2 separate regions of the Mus musculus genome follow, and region 1 is linked to region 2. The links are chromatin contacts, called in public Hi-C maps. All regions are on one chromosome and are shown on one strand. The core of a region is the stretch at or near the end of the contact, and the rest is flanking DNA. Distances in the headings are between cores, read along the strand shown.

Region 1 (4,311 bases), core at 194-2,693, 250 kb before region 2:
AATGGATGCTAGTCCTTGGGAATTTCACTTGGCCATTCTGTCTTGGCTTCTCCAATAGAGAAAGCAGCGGGGGTTGGGGGGAGCAGGTAAGAGGGCAAAAGGCTGAGTGTTAGGAGGGAGGAACTGAGGAAGCCAACGGACGCTGCAACCAACTAAATCCTTCAGAATGATATGCTCCGTCAGTCTTATCGAGAACTTTTAGAGAGATGATAATCCAAGTGTGTGCTTGTGTGTGAGTGAGTGAGAAAGAGAGAGAATATGCAGGTGTGCATATGCCACAGCCTATACTTGGTGGTTAGATGACAACATCAAACATCAGCTCGCATCTTCTACCTTGCTTGGGACAGGCCCTCTTTACTGTCTGCCACTATGTAAGCCAGGACAGCTGAGTTTCTAAGGATAGCATTGCCTCACTTTCCAATTCACAGAGGAACACGGGCATTACAGACAGTCATCACCCCAGTCGAGGATTCTCAGGAGCCGGACCCAGGCCCTCACACTTCAACATCAAGTTCTTCATCTTCTGCCTCTCCCAAATCTAAAAGCATTCCTATTCTTCTTAGTGCTGCGTACATCAGTGACATCATTTTGTATAATCATCACGAGTTATATTATAAATGGCATGTTGCCCTGTTTCCATTTTATGGAGAAAGAAACCCAAACTCTCCATTCTAAGTGGCTTCCTTCACTGATTCAATGATCCCATAACAGGATTCAGTTTGGGAGTTTATTTATTTGGTCTTGTTGAATCAGTTTATCCAACTGGTGCTTAACCACTCTACTGGAACAGCACATGAATACAACACTTTGGTAGATACTTCCAATGTAAATATAAGACAACATCTCACTAACTGACCAGATAAGAGGCTTCATCTAGGGCAAAATTGTCCCCAGAGTGTCATTTCAGAATGCCTGAATCCTTGCAAAACACAAAGTACCAAGTTCAATTTGTTGAGGCTTACTGCCATAAAACAAGGTCAACAATTAGAGCAGGAAATGGCTTCAAGGGGTTTTTAGTCCGTAACATTACCAGGGAATTCTCAACAGAGGAAAGCTCTGGGAAGGTGTAACGCCTGTTTCCTGTTCAAAAACCCATGAAACCTCATCAGATATCCTGGATGAGGACAAAATCTAGGGATAAAGATGTCCCTTCTCTAACAGCAAGAGGTGCCCTGCAGCCATGGCGATAAGAGCTGTAGTCTTTAGGACCTCAGGGGAGTGGATAGCTGAGACCAAAGGAAAAAGAAGAGAGGAATTTGGAAAGATCTATAGACCATCTGCTGAGGGAGGGTAAGGCCAAGCTGCTAGTCAAGAGGGAACTTTTAAAAATCTTTAAAGTTCTCCAATGTGGGACTACATTGTTTTGGCTAAGAGGGCTTTTCCTTCGGCAGTCTTTGCCCAAGTGTTCCCTCTGTACACAGTTTCTGAGCCGTTCAAGTGGACAGCACATTGCAACCGGACACTTGCGTCCAGAGCTCAGAATAGCCCCAGCCCTGACCTGGCCCCTCCCTTCCCATCTGATAGGTTTTCATTACCCCTTCTCTGCAGTTACTGTTATGACCACTATAATTCTTAACAAATGTCTCCCAGACCAAGCCCCGCCTTTTTTCTTTAGAACACTACCTTCCTCCAATACACACACATTAGAGCATCGCAGCCTCCTCTCCTGAAAACCAGCTTAAGTCATTATGATTTCATGTCTGTAAAATGTTGAGGTCCTGACCTCCAAGAAGCCAAAGGCCCCCATTTCATCATCTTACTCTCTTGTTTTCAAAACACAGAACAGAACAAGATGGGTCTAAAGAGAGGAGGGTTAGTGGCTACTTTTGCTTGCCACTCCATACAAATAAGCAAGATCAAACTGAAAATGACCCTTATAAAATAGAATAGAATACCAAGGGTAAACTACGGACCATGCCATACCACTTGACTTTAAGGGCTAAGAGCAAAATACTAACAAAAAGTATAAGCAGAGATATGAGAGTTACGTAATTCTGCGTATGTTTTATTTAGTTCACATTATATATTGATGAACACATCTTTTGTTTTAGCAAATATTTGGTGATTGGGAGCTCAGTCCCAAATACCGCCCTACACTTCCAAAATGCATTTCTCTGAAAAGCCCTCATGATAAATTCCAGAGTTTGAAACAGTACTCTCTTAATGACCATCAGGGATAGTGGGATTTCTAGGCTTATCCCTGCCTTTAACAGGAGGGAAGGCACTTCCTGTGGGACTCAGTTTTGAAATGGAGGGAAAATAGTACACTATATCCTAACAGCATTGAAGGAGCACCAAGCAAGCCTCAGTAACATAGACATTTCAGACCATATTGTCCTACAGTTATTTATGTTTCCTGAGTTGCTAGTTGGATTCAAAGTTAAGGAGAGGCCCCTCCTCATGAAGTGAGAGCTGCCAAGGCCGCTGGGGAGTTACCTAGCCCAGCCAAGCCAAGGCCTTATCTCAAAGGATAAGGTGGAGTTTGCTCTTTTTCCCCTATTGCAAAATATGAGAATATTAAGTAATCTGTTTATATCACACAGATCCAAAATCCAAGCTGATTTTTTTTTTGAGACAGGGTCTTCAGGCTGCCCTTGAACTCCTCCTGATCCTCCTGCCTCAGGTTCTCAAGCACTAGATGTACAGATACATACCACTCTGCTGATCTCCAAGCTGACTTTAAAAAAAAAAAAAATCTATTCCTCCCATCTTGGGTGGAAGGGTGGGGGCTGGGGATGGGGAGGCTATCTCAAGCTTGACTTGACCAACAAAACTTGGCAATTTCCCCTGTCTATGTTTGAAATGGTCTGCGTTGTTCTGGCAGCACCAATTTATCATCCACTGACCAATTCTATATAGCAGGGCTCAAGAGTAAGCTTGGGCTTTTCCATTCAGAGCAGATCTCACAGTCCAAGTCACAGAATGCTTCCTCCAAGTTCATACACTTGGCACTGAACGTTAACTGCAAAGCCACACGCAGCATAAGGTGACCGGTGAGAGAAAGGAATCTAAAAGCTCTCATTCTTTTCTCCAGATCAAAGTTGGCACTTGGCTTTCTTTTTAGAATTGCTGTATCTAAGCCATTAACACATGAGGGAAAATTTATGAAAACACAATTTAAGTCTTCAAATATATGTGGCATAGATAAGTTCATTATTTAAACAAAAGATGGCTGCTCTCCTGACTCACCCTGTTCTCCGGGAGTTTTGCAGCTGATGGTTCTCTACTGAGATTTTTTTTTTTTTGGAGGTGGATTAAGTGTTATGCCGCCCACTAAGAGTAACGTTGAACAAGGTGAACTGGGGGCACGGTCTGAAGTCTCAGTTTCTCCAGCCCCAGAAAACTATTAGAAGAAGCCAGGTAGCCTGGAGCTCTTCCAGCCTCTGTGAACTGAATGTAGGCATCCCACCTCAGGGATTCTAGGAAATATTTTCCCTGTATGAACATGTCAAACCAACCATAGCTTCTGACCTCGGTTACTGAAACTCATGGAAATTACTAAAAAGCAAAAGTTTTAGCTTACTTTTGCAAGGTGTGTTATAATATGCTTGAATCACGGTCATCTTAGGAGGAAAATAAATAACTTCTGGGGGTCAAAGGAAACATAACTGATAATTTACAGGAAGGTGCTCAGCTCATTGTCCTTTGAACTCTCTCTCAATTCTTAAGACACAGTGTTAACTTCTGCCTAAGTGTGCCAAAAACCCAGCTGTTCAGGAAGTAACACGTTGTTCCCCCTCAGTAATGCCCTTTTTAATGAAATTACAAATACGCGATACATAACCTCGAGAAACACATCCCTATTTGAAAGTCCATCTCCGGCAGACGTCATGATGAAAACCATCCATTTCCTCCTTCATCACGGGACCCAGGGATGTGCAATCAAACCTTGGTCCATCCCAACTTCTTGGTACCCTCAACCAGAGCTAGTATTACATTTCAGTCCTGCCAACGCTCTCTGAGGAAGCCAGCTGAGAAAGGGGAGGACCACATAGACGAGGGCTGAAGGAGAGCCAGTTCATGCCTTCCAACTTGTCTCCTGGGGGAGCATCTCCACACTGGAAGTCTACACCAAATCCACCATAAGCAACTCCCATGCTAAAAGTCCTCAACAAGAGATGACATGACATGTCCTGACATAAAAGGGATCAGACCAGGCACCCGCCAGCAACACAAATGAGCAACTCTAACGTGGTGTCCTATGAGAACAGGAAAATACAAGCTTCGTCCCCACTAAACCAACATGTCCCTGGCACTGAGCAGGTGCTTCCACAACCTCTGGTTGCCTTTTTTCCTTCTCACCCTAAGAAA
Region 2 (4,504 bases), core at 1,695-4,194:
CCAGCATTCTCTTTTTCTTTGTTTAAAAACAAAACAAAACAAACAAAAAAACAAAAACAAAAACAAAACAATCCTAGCCCACGCTATCGTGGTTGGGTAAAGGATTACATTAATTTACATTTGCTTTGTTTGCAAAATAACAGGAATACTTTGTTCCATATGAGGGGACAGTTCAGACTAGGAAGGAATTGTTGACAAGGTTGAAAGCAGCTTCATGGGAGAGGGAACACAAGGGCCAATTCACTCTGTAGACCAGGCTGGCCTCGAACTCAGAGATTCGCCTGCCTCTGCCTCCCAAGTGCTGGGATTAAAGGCGTGTGCCACCACCGCCTGGCTGATGTTTTTTTAAAAACATGGATACTGTAGTGTGAAATGATTCACATTGATTTTGGAAAACATTTGTCACAGAGACCAAGAACAGTCCTCCCACCCCCACCCCGGAAGCTGGTCAGTTACCTCTCAGATTATGAGTTATCAATCAAGCCATTCATCTTTATCATCCTGGCAGTTTTAGTGACAAATGCCTAAAACACCTCGCAGTTGGTAGCAGGACAGAAGACACTAGAAGCACCTGACCTAAATAAGGCTGGTGAGGGCAGAACACAGCTGTACTTTTAACTCCAATTAACTTCTCCAAAGCAGCCTTGAGTCTAGCTAAAATGCTTCACCACATCTCTGTGAGACAATTTTGGCACTACCTAAGCATTACTTTTTAACATTTCTTTGATATTTTCCCTCATGGTGATCTATGAATGTTGATACAATAACCCCTGATGAATGACGTAGTTAAATAGAATAAATAGAACTCCTTGAGAAGAGGCCTTACAGGAAAAGATACATTGTAACTATGTATTTGTTGACAAGGTGAGCTCAAACTTAGTATCTCATTTAATCTATCCACACTAGCTAATAAACTTCAGAGACAGCTAAATAAACTGGAGCTGAGCATTCTCTGTTAAACTTGAATGACTTCAGGCACACGTGCAGACAATACACATAAAACAAAAATAACAAATGAAAAATCCTTATTTCCTTAAAAATTTGGGGGAGGTTTTCTTTTTATGTATATGAGTATTTGCTTGAATGCACGTATGTACACCATGGGTGTGCTGTGCCCAAAGGGACCTGAAGAGGATGTCAGATCACCTGGAACTGGAATTACAGATGGTTGTAACAGAGCTGCCCTGTGGGTGCTGACAACTGAGCCTATATCCTCTGGAACAGCTGTAAATGCTCTTAACTGCTACTCCATCTCTTGAGACCCCTATAACTTTTTTTCTTAAAACAGCATTAGAGAAGAAAACAGGGTGAAATAAAATTTAAATGAATTTCATGTATTTATCAGCCCTGCACTTTTAACTCTTGAACGCTGTTAGTTTTGATAGGAAACTTTGAGTATATTAATAACCACATATAAATAGTAAATTCTTATTTTTAGAGTTACTTTTCAAATAGCATTTACTTAGAACAAATTTTCCAGCTTCAGGCTTTCCCATAATACTTTTAGGTTTTTATCTTTTTTTTTAATTATTTATTTACTATATTTATTATATATGTAGCTGTCTTCAGAAACACCAGAAGAGGGCATCAGATCCTCTCAGATGGTTGTGAGTAACCATGTGGTTGCTGGTACTCCACTCAAGACCTCTGGAAGATCAGTCAGTGCTTTTAACCACTGAGCCATCTCTCCAGCCCTAGTTTTTATCTTCTTAGAGTAGAACTTTCATCTAAAATTTTCCTTTAAATCAGCAGTTCTTCAAATGAGGTGATTTTCTGCCTCCTAAATGTAGCAGAGAACTGTTAATCCAATTTGAGCTCCCTCCTGGGGAGTGGTCATGCTTCTAGCCACCCTATTCACAAATGAAAGACTTACTTATGCAGTGATATTTGTATATGCCTTAGTAGCTCAATGGCTGGGCACTCAAGTATTCTTGAATTAACACTTTCTAAATCTCTGTTTTATCTTTGCTGCTCTGTTTCCCTCTGGGCAGTCTTCCCATGAGGCCGCTTTCCCAATACATCCACATTGCTGCATGATTTCTCTCCTGCAGCTCTTAAATCTGATCTCTCCACTGAAAGTCCCGCCTCTTTCATTTTGCCCAGCCATTGGCCACTGGCTCTTTATTGATTAATCAAAAGCCAGTTGAGGACAGGGGCCCTCACTGTCTGGACATGCAACTTTCCGTATGATTTTGGGAACCAAACTAAGACAAAGCACCAATCCCCAACACCTGGAGACATCGACAATGTCTAGGAATATTTTTGTTGTTTTATAACTGAGATGAGAAGTAAGAGAGTTGTGCCAGTTGGATAGACAACAGAGATGCTCCTGAGTAAACCCTTTCTCCTTTAAGTTGCCTTGGTCATGGTATTTTATCACAGAAACAGAAAAATACCTGATAACCTCCCTATCCACTGCCTCTGACTTTCTTCTTACTCCCTGTTCCATGATGGTCCCTGAGTCTCAGGGGCGGGGTTGATAAACAGTGTCCTGTCTAATAAGATAAATTACAAAAAAAAATTATTGGTATGTGGTTTAATGTTATACGATGCTATTTTTTCCCCCACTTAGAGCCAGATTCTTCAATACTAAGATACCCGGGATGAGATGGATTCTATGTGAGCTAAACAGTCTTAGGTACAATCTCTGGATCTGCTACTTACTAGGTTAAATGTCAGATGTGGTTAGATTTTCTTATCATAAAGCCGAGACAATATCATCTGAGTTACAGTGTTGTGGTGGGAATTAAACGAGAATTAGAGTATTGGCAGAAATTCCATGTAGATCATAAAAAAATATTTTCTTTTATTTTCTGAAGACTCTGCAGTCTTTTCCCAATCTTGGCCCATGTTTGCACCTGCTTCCGTGATTATATAAACTCTCTTTGAGCAGCTGTGGCCAAACAGCCACAGTTGACCGGAGGATATCATAGGGAACAAAGGGCTACATTCAGTCCTGTCCAGGGTCCTCCCAGGAAGACCAGCCTTTGGCCTCAAGAGAGATACACATGATCCAGGGAAAACTTAGGCAAATAATAAGAAACGTTACAGGGGTATCCACTACTTCCTGATTGGATTTATGGCCAAAAACATAAGAGACACATACCTGGTACTGTGTGGTACTGTGAACCTGACCAAGACTTGGGGAGGGAAAGTTAGATTGTGGCCCTTGGGAGGTAAACCGTTCTTCCACAGATGGCCCCACAGCCACGAGTATATGGGCAGTGCAAATTGGGTCAAGTGAATTATTAAATCAGAGAGGAAAAAAATAAGTCACAAAATTAGGAGGCAGTGAGGAGGTGACTAGTGGGTCTTGGGGGAGTTGGGAAGAATGCTGGAGGATGAATATGATCTAAATGTATTTTATAATTTCTCAAGGAGTTAATAAGCAGGTTGTGTTTTAAAAAGAAAAAAAAAAGCTGCTGGAGAGGTGGCTCCGCTTTTAAGAGCACTTGCTGCTCTTCCAGAGGCCACACCCTCTAAAAGTGCCATTCCCTGGGCTGAGCATATACAAACCATCACCCCCTCCATTGACTTGTTCTTTCCTGGGCCCTGGCTGGGATGCAAAAGCAAACCAAGCTTGGACACAGAGACGAGAACTGTATGTTAAATATGGTGAAACCTTCTTACCAGTCCAGAACTGTGTATCTCTAGCCTATTCAGTGAAATGTCTCTCCTGTTTAAGTCAATGTATTTTTAAAGAGATCTTGTTACGACACGTTTACACTGTAAAATAATTAACACATACACAAAGTGTTAAGAGCGAATCCAAAGGATCAGGTGATTTTTCTCTGTCTTGTTTGCTTTTTCCAAGAGCTCTTGTTTACATATGAAGATCTATGATATCTGAGATCTTCCAGGTCAGAGTTCACACCTCGTCACAGAGGCTCACAGAAGCAGCCACCAGTCAAAGGGCATCCAGCCTAATTTCTGAAAAGTGCTCAAAACATTTCATTAATTTTGAAACTTGGACTGACCGCATGCATACGTCATCTTGGAGGGTCAGAGACGAGACTCCAGTTTCCCAAAGATCCCTGGTGCATTGATGGTTTGGTGGTGAGCATAGCTGCCTTCCAAAGATCCCCGGCAAAGAGAGAGAGCACCACCCAAAGAAAAATGTCTGCCCTGTTACTCATTCCTTCACTTTCCTCCTGCAGGCCAGTGTCTGGAAATTAAATCGAAAGTCACTATCTTTGAAGAAATAACAGAAAATCTGAGTACCTGCCACTGTGTCCCCAATGCCTGTTCCCACTCCCTTTTTCTTTGCTGTGTGGCTGCTGAGTGGCTATTTTTAAATTTCTGCTAGGGATTTAGTTTTGTCTAGACTTGAATGGAAGCTAGTGTCTGCGTTGCAGTAACATTGGTGTGCTTCACCAGGACAGTGAATGCTTTGTGCAAACTCTCTCAACTTCTCCAACTATGCCATTCCCTTTTTTCTTTCTTTCTGTCTTTCTCTCTTTCTTTTTTAGATTTATTTATTTTTTGTATATGAGTACACTGTAGC

Evidence for each region. Hi-C and Micro-C count contacts between places; a contact is called where the count stands out from the background.
Region 1: a contact with region 2 is called in a Hi-C map of liver, with 5 times the contacts expected there. The contact joins two enhancer-like sites. A contact is called at or near these places in 1 of 39 promoter capture datasets (liver) and 3 of 484 Hi-C or Micro-C datasets (the G1E-ER4 cell line, embryonic fibroblasts and liver).

What each region holds. Positions count from the first base shown.
Region 1 is chr5:88,936,548-88,940,858 of GRCm38.p6, reverse strand. The region is part of intron 2 of Slc4a4 (solute carrier family 4 (anion exchanger), member 4); the gene reads right to left. Among named protein-coding and RNA genes, the nearest start is that of Slc4a4, 51 kb to the right of the region's middle. Within about 2 kb of position 1,443, at least 33 of the 459 cell types and tissues checked have an H3K27ac peak or open chromatin away from gene starts, as enhancers often do. A contact at or near this core is called in liver, where this site is marked.
Region 2 is chr5:88,690,336-88,694,839 of GRCm38.p6, reverse strand. No RefSeq gene overlaps it. Among named protein-coding and RNA genes, the nearest start is that of Grsf1, 16 kb to the right of the region's middle. Within about 2 kb of position 2,944, at least 10 of the 459 cell types and tissues checked have an H3K27ac peak or open chromatin away from gene starts, as enhancers often do. A contact at or near this core is called in liver, where this site is marked.